Linked DNA regions of Muntiacus reevesi: region 1 is linked to region 2. Evidence: chromatin contacts called from public Hi-C data. All regions are on one chromosome and are shown on one strand. Each heading gives the region's core, a stretch centred on a gene start, on an enhancer-like site or on the middle of the called end of the contact. The rest is flanking DNA. Distances are from core to core; before and after follow the strand shown. Region 1 holds the start of MORC3 (MORC family CW-type zinc finger 3). Region 2 holds the start of DOP1B (DOP1 leucine zipper like protein B).

Evidence for each region. Hi-C and Micro-C count contacts between places; a contact is called where the count stands out from the background.
Region 1: a Hi-C map of blood shows a contact between it and region 2, with 3 times the contacts expected there. The contact joins the promoter of MORC3 here to the promoter of DOP1B in region 2. A contact is called at or near these places in 2 of 3 Hi-C or Micro-C datasets (blood and muscle).

What each region holds. Positions count from the first base shown.
Region 1 is chr8:28,004,897-28,007,904 of mMunRee1.1, forward strand. It overlaps MORC3 (MORC family CW-type zinc finger 3), which reads left to right and starts at 1,689. Exons shown (of 17, transcript XM_065942373.1): 1 at 1,689-1,796. The coding sequence starts at 1,758. It overlaps LOC136173088 (a long non-coding RNA gene), which reads right to left and starts at 1,545. Exons shown (of 3, transcript XR_010664175.1): 1 at 23-1,545.
Region 2 is chr8:27,868,729-27,871,801 of mMunRee1.1, forward strand. DOP1B (DOP1 leucine zipper like protein B) reads left to right here and starts at 1,266. Exons shown (of 37, transcript XM_065943007.1): 1 at 1,266-1,395.

The sequences.
Region 1 (3,008 bases), core at 439-2,938, 140 kb after region 2:
AATTCTTTACCATCTGAGTTACCTCATTTCATTAAGGTTTCACAACATGATGACACTGGCAGGCATGTGATGGCTTTCTTCAGTGTAATTCATGTCCAGTCCAGGCAAGCACTTCAAGTGCACCTTTTTGGGTCACCAATATCCATGGCACCTGTCTTCAAACTTGGGGACCTCAGGTTGCAAAAGGAAAATCAAAAAAGAATCAGTTTTGTACTGCTAAAAGAACTCTCCAGAGTGGAGCCAGAGGCCACTGAGGAAGTGACTTATGTCTCTGCCCAGATTGAATCTGACCTTTTGACTACTTATCGTCTAACAAAGATATTCAGAACATTTGCACAGGGTTGCAGAAATTCAAGATACTTATCCGGCCCATACCCTAAATAACTGGTGACAAATCCATTCCTTAAAGACGAATATTTCCTTTTAGTATCAAAGTCAATCATAATTCCTGCAATACAACTTTAACAAAACTTGTGGATTTTGCCTTTATAACCCCCCCCCCCCCCCCCGGCTCTTTCTCTTCCCCAAACATTCTATTTTGCTAGAACCTGTGTATCCCCAGTTGTAATTCCCAAGACCCCAGACAGGGCTCTTTATTATTTGCAGCCTCCATACTGATTAATATCAATTAATCAGGAGAAATATCAATAACCTCAGATATGCAGAAGACACCAGGCTATGGCAGAAGCAAAGAGGAATTAAAGAGACTCTTGATGAAGGTGAAAGAAGAGAGTGAGAAAGCTGGCTTAAAACTCAACATTCAGAAAACTAAGATCATATCAGTCATCCAGTCCCATCACTTCATGGCATAGATGGGGAAACTGACAGACTTTATTTTCTTGAGCTTCAAAATCACTGTGGACAGTGAATGCTGCCAAGAAATTAAAAGATGCTTGCTCCTTGGAAGAATAGCAATGACAAACCTAGAAAACATATTAAAAAACAGAGACATTACTATGCCTACAAAGGTTCGTTTAGTCAAAGCTATGATTTTTCCAGTCGTCAGGTACGGATGTGAGATTTGGACCATAAAGGAGGCTGAGCACCAAAGAACGGACGCTTTCGAACTGTGCTGCTGGAGAAGATGCTTGAGAGTCCCCTGGACTGCAAGGAAATCAAACCAGTCAATCCCAAAGAAAATCAACCCTGACTATTCATTGGAAGGAATGATGCTGAAGTTGAAGCTCCAATCCTTTGGCCACCTGATGCGAAGAGCCGACTTACTGGAAGAGACCCTGCTGTTGGGAAAGACTGAAGGCGGGAGGAGAAGGGGACGACAGAGGATAAGATGGTTGGATGGCATCACTGACTCAATGGACATGAGTTTGAGCAAACTCCGGGAGATGATGATGAACACGGAGGCCTGGTGTGCTGCAGTCCATGGGGTCACAAACAGTCGGACACGACTGAGCGAGTGAACAACAAAATACCGATTACTGTTTGGCAAAGTCTGTAGGTTCAGTTACTGCAGTCACCCGGTTGAGCGTCACGCGTGCGCCTTACTCTGCAGGGCCCCCGCCCGGAGCCTGAAGCCCACCCACCACTCCAGCGGTCCCTGCTTCCTTAACCCCCGCGGGAATTTACCTGCCCTACACTCCCAACTCCCAGGCGCCGGGAGGCGGAAGTCGAGGGGCGGGGGTCAGCCCGCGCGGCCCGCCCCGGAAGTAGGCGGGGCCTCGCGGGCTCCTCGGCGCTCCGCAGCCGCCTCCCAGTCTGATTGCGGCTGAGGCCGGTCCTGGCTTTGTAACTCGCTCAAGATGGCGACGCAGCCACCCAGCGGGATCCGCCTCAGCGCGGTGAGCAGCCGCGAGGGGTGGAGCGGGCCGTGTCCCAGGAGGGCGGGCAGGCGGGCAAGCGAGGCGGGGTGCGGGGGGGTGGGGGAGGCCGGCGGTGGGCGTGGGCGGTTCGTCGGCCCGGCACGGCGGCTTGGGGCCGCGGCGGGGCCGGGGCAGACGGCGGCGGCCATATCGCTCCCGACGGCTGAGACGCTCGGCGGCGGCGGCGGCGGGCAGGGCCGGGCCGGGCCGCGTCTAGTTTCATTTCCTCGGCGTTGGGTTTCTGTTTTGCCTCCGCGGCTTCGGGGCGGGGCGGGCCGGGGCCGCGGCCCCTCCTCCTTGACTCCCTCCCCTGGTTTGCCCTGCAGCTGTCGTCCGAGGGCAAGGCCTCGGCGGCCAGCCGGCCCCTCGGCCCGCGGGGGCCCCTGACCCTTTCCCGGCCTCTGCTGACCCTCGGGGCGTCCCGGAGTGCGGGGGGGAGTGGCCGTCGGCGGCCAGAAATGCCCCGCGGCCTTGACCTCCTGGCGGCGGGCCCCGGGGTGCTGCGAGCTGGGACTCGTCTTCCTCATTCATTTCAATTCCTGCCGCCTTCCCTCTAGCTTCCCTGGGTGGCTCAGACGGTCAGAGCGTCCGCTCGCAATGCAGGAGGCCCGGCTTCGATCCCTGGGTGGGGAAGATTTCCCTGGAGAAAGGGAATGGCAACCCAGTCCAGTACTCTTGCCTGGAAAGTCCCGTGGACGGAGGAGCCTCGTAGGCTGTACAGCCCAACGGGGTTGCCAAGAGTCGGACACGACTGAGCGACTTCACTTTTCCCTCCACTGCATCCTTCGGGAGCCCAGATCGCTCCTAGGTGGTCACCGCGCTCTCCCGGTTTGCCCCGTCTCGTCTCCTGGCGGTGTCTCGTTCCGGAGCGTCTCGGCCTCTTGGAAATCCTTGAGTGTGTTTTGTACCAGTGCGTCTTTTTTTTTGGCGGGGGGTGTGGGGGGGGAGCAGTCACACAATAAGTGAAAATTTCGCTGCCTCAAGAGTGTGGGCATGCCCTTCCTGCCCGATTCTCCTGAAAAAGTTGGCCTTGTTATGCAAAAATATACCCCTCCTCATCAGGGTGTTTCCTCCGGCCAGAGAATGGCTCTGCCAGTCTCATTATTCGAATGGTAATGAGTGAGTGAAGTCGCCCAGTCGTGTCCGACTCTCTGCGACCCCGTGGACTATAGCCTACCAGGCTTCTCCGTC
Region 2 (3,073 bases), core at 16-2,515:
CTTTCATCTGGGACACTTGGTATGGATGGAATGGAGATGGAAGATCAGAATCAGAAGCCTGGCTGGGCCAGAGGTCCAGCATCTCAAACTATTAAAATATTCTTGGTATTTTGGGTGAGGAGATAGAGCCCCTGGGAACGTGATACAAATTCTATACCCTTTCTCCAGAAACACAGATAAACACAACATGTTCTATCCAATTTCAGCGTGTTCATAGACTCCCCACTCCCATCCCCTCAGACTCTTTCACGGATGGCCTAGTATTTTTGAGACCCAGACTAAATCTGATTCTGCAAAAACCACAACCTCAATCAACAGGTGGCACTGTTCTGGTTGGCTGGGAGCCCCAAGCTGGGGCCATCAGGTGCTCAGGTGAACTCTGCCTGATCCGGGTCATCAGGTGCCTCTTGCCCTGCGGCTGTCAGGCCAGGCTGGGTGAGTCTAGACTGTGTGGGTCCCGAAGACCCCTGAAAGGGGTTAGGGGTTTATCTGGAAATATTTATGCCCTTTAGGCTTGATGTGAGGTCTCCTTCCTAAGCCAGAGCTACATAAAGAAGTTCATTGCAGGAATTATCTCCCTCACCTCCTCTGATGCCAAGGATGGGAAAAGTGAAGCCTGTGGGCTGGGGTGGGGCACCTTAGCCAGGGTCCCCCAAACCTCCTGCGCCCCGAGCATGTATGGAGGGGTTTGCTCTGCTTCCTCCCCGAGGCTCTGGGGCGTGGTCCCGATGGCCAGGTGCCACGGACCCCACCGGTCTCGGGTGCAACGGTTTCTCCTTGCCTGTCACTCCAAACCCCACCTGGGGCTGGCTGATTCCCTGACTCTGCGGAAAACCGGGTGGAAGCGTGGTGCTTGCCAGGCCTGGGCTCAGGCCCAGCCCCCGCGAGCAGAGGACCCCCCTCCCTGAGCCCGCCCCGCCCACTGGGAACCGCCTCCTGGCCCCGTCCCCGAGCCCAGGAACCGCCCTGGAAGCCCCGCCTCCAGCGTCGAGGACACGCCTTCGGCCCTGCCCCCACGCGCCGAGGGCTCTTCCCTTGGCCCCGCCCACATGCCTCGAGAGCCCCACCTCCCGACGCTGGCCCCGTCCCGTCCTTAGAGGATCTCCGCCCCTTAGCCCCGCCCCTACGCTCTGAGGGCCCGCCCCCTCGACCCGCCCCCACAGACCACGCCCTCGCAAGCCACGCCCCAGCAGAGGACCCGCCCTTGGCCACGCCCTCCCCAGGCGCCGCCGAAGACCCGCCTCCCGGCCCGCCCCAGTATCCCGGAGCCGCTGAGGCTCGGGCGCGGGGCTTCCTCCGCGGTCCCGGCGGACTCGCTCGACCCGTGGCGTCCAGGCCGGCTCCACCGCGCCTCTCCCGTGAGCGCGCCTTCCGCGGAAGAAGCCGCCGCCGCCGGTAAGTGGGCCGCGCGCTCGTCTGTCAGACGGAAGCCGAGGGAGCCGGGCGGCGTCTCCTCCCGCGGGCCCGCGAGCGGCGGTGGCGTCCTCGCCGGGTGCCCAGGGGTTCGGGCGGCGCCTCGGGGGCGCGCCCGGGCTGCATGCAGGTGGCTCGGTGGAGCGCGCACTGCAGCAGCGCAGGGACAGCCCGAACGAGCCCCGCCAGTGGGCGTGGGGGCGCCGGCCCGGGACCCCGCGACCCCACCCCCAGAGGCTGCCCGCCAGCCTGAGCCGAGCCCCCACCCCCACCCCCAGGTCTCCCGGCGGCGAAGGCGGGCAGGCCCGGCACGCGCGCGCGGCCTTCTCGTCCGGCAGGTGGAGGTCAGGTGGGTCACGACCCGCCAGCCGGTCGGCGGATGCTGGAGCCGCGCGCGCCTTTGTTTTTGCTCCCGGTCCTGTTCGGGAAGCTGGGCTAAGCATTGAGACCTTTTGTGAGATGAAGGTTTTCCCTGTGGAAGAAAGACCACCCCCGCCAGCACCCCAAGTCTTCCAGACTGTCCTCTGGAGAAGGGAATCTGAGCCGCAGTGCGCGCTCGGCCCGCCCGGCCCCTGCATCGTCTTGCAGTCTCGCCGCCGGTTGCTGACGCCCTGAATGGTCCTTAAAGCATCTCTGCCCTGCTTATGGAGGCTGTTACCCTCAGGTGTTTTCCCTGACCTCGGGCAACTGCCCTACCCTCGGGAGAACCCTGGTAGGATATTTTTTTGGTAAGAAAGTGGAGGCGCCTCTTCCCCGCCAAAGCTGGCGCCCATTGTACGCCTCACGTTTTTCCACTACAATCTAATTACCATATGAAAGACCCCATTCAAAATCATGTGTGGCCTAGAGTCGATTAAACCGCTTGCAGATGAGTTTTTCTCGTGCTGTGACAGAGGATCATTATTTATCGATAAGTGGGTCTCTCTCATGAGAGGTGTGACTTTTTGACATTTTTTTCGCTTTTACGTTTTCATCTTAGAAACAGGTCCTTCATGTCAGCATCTCTGAAATTAACTTCTTTTGGATCTAGGTGGTTGATTTTTCACTTCAGCTTGCTTTTCTAAGAAATTAAGCGTGGTTAAGGTGAGGGATTCCCAGCTGAGAGTTTTCCGTTTTTTTCCGGCGGATTCTTCTGGCCCCATGTGTTTGTTTATATGACTGCTGCTTTGGGTTTAATGGTTACTAGGTTGTTATACTCACTCTTACTGAGTTATTGAGTCTCTCACAGAAAAGGTATTCAGAGGAGATTGCAAAATCATTGCCAGGAGAGCTCGATAAAGGTTACAGTCTTGAGTTTTACCTGTTTTCGTAATATGGTCAAGGCTCTGTGGCTCCCGACTGGCCTGAACTGGAATCTGGATTCTGCCAGTTGCCTGCCTTGGGACCCTGGCACCTTTTTTTGGAAGGCCTCAATCCCAACATCCTCATCTGGAAGCTGATGATACCCATCTCTTAGGACTCTTGTGTGTGGCGTGAGAGAAATACATGCAGAAATGATGGGTTTACCAAGCCCACCCAGGAGTCTTGCTTATGAGCATAGCATCAGGTGCCCCATATTTTGAAATAAAAGAGCTTGCTTGACTGTTTCCAAACTTCTTACCTGTGCTGTTAGTGACATCAAGGAGGCTTTCTTATAACCAACCATAACGTTGAACTGCTC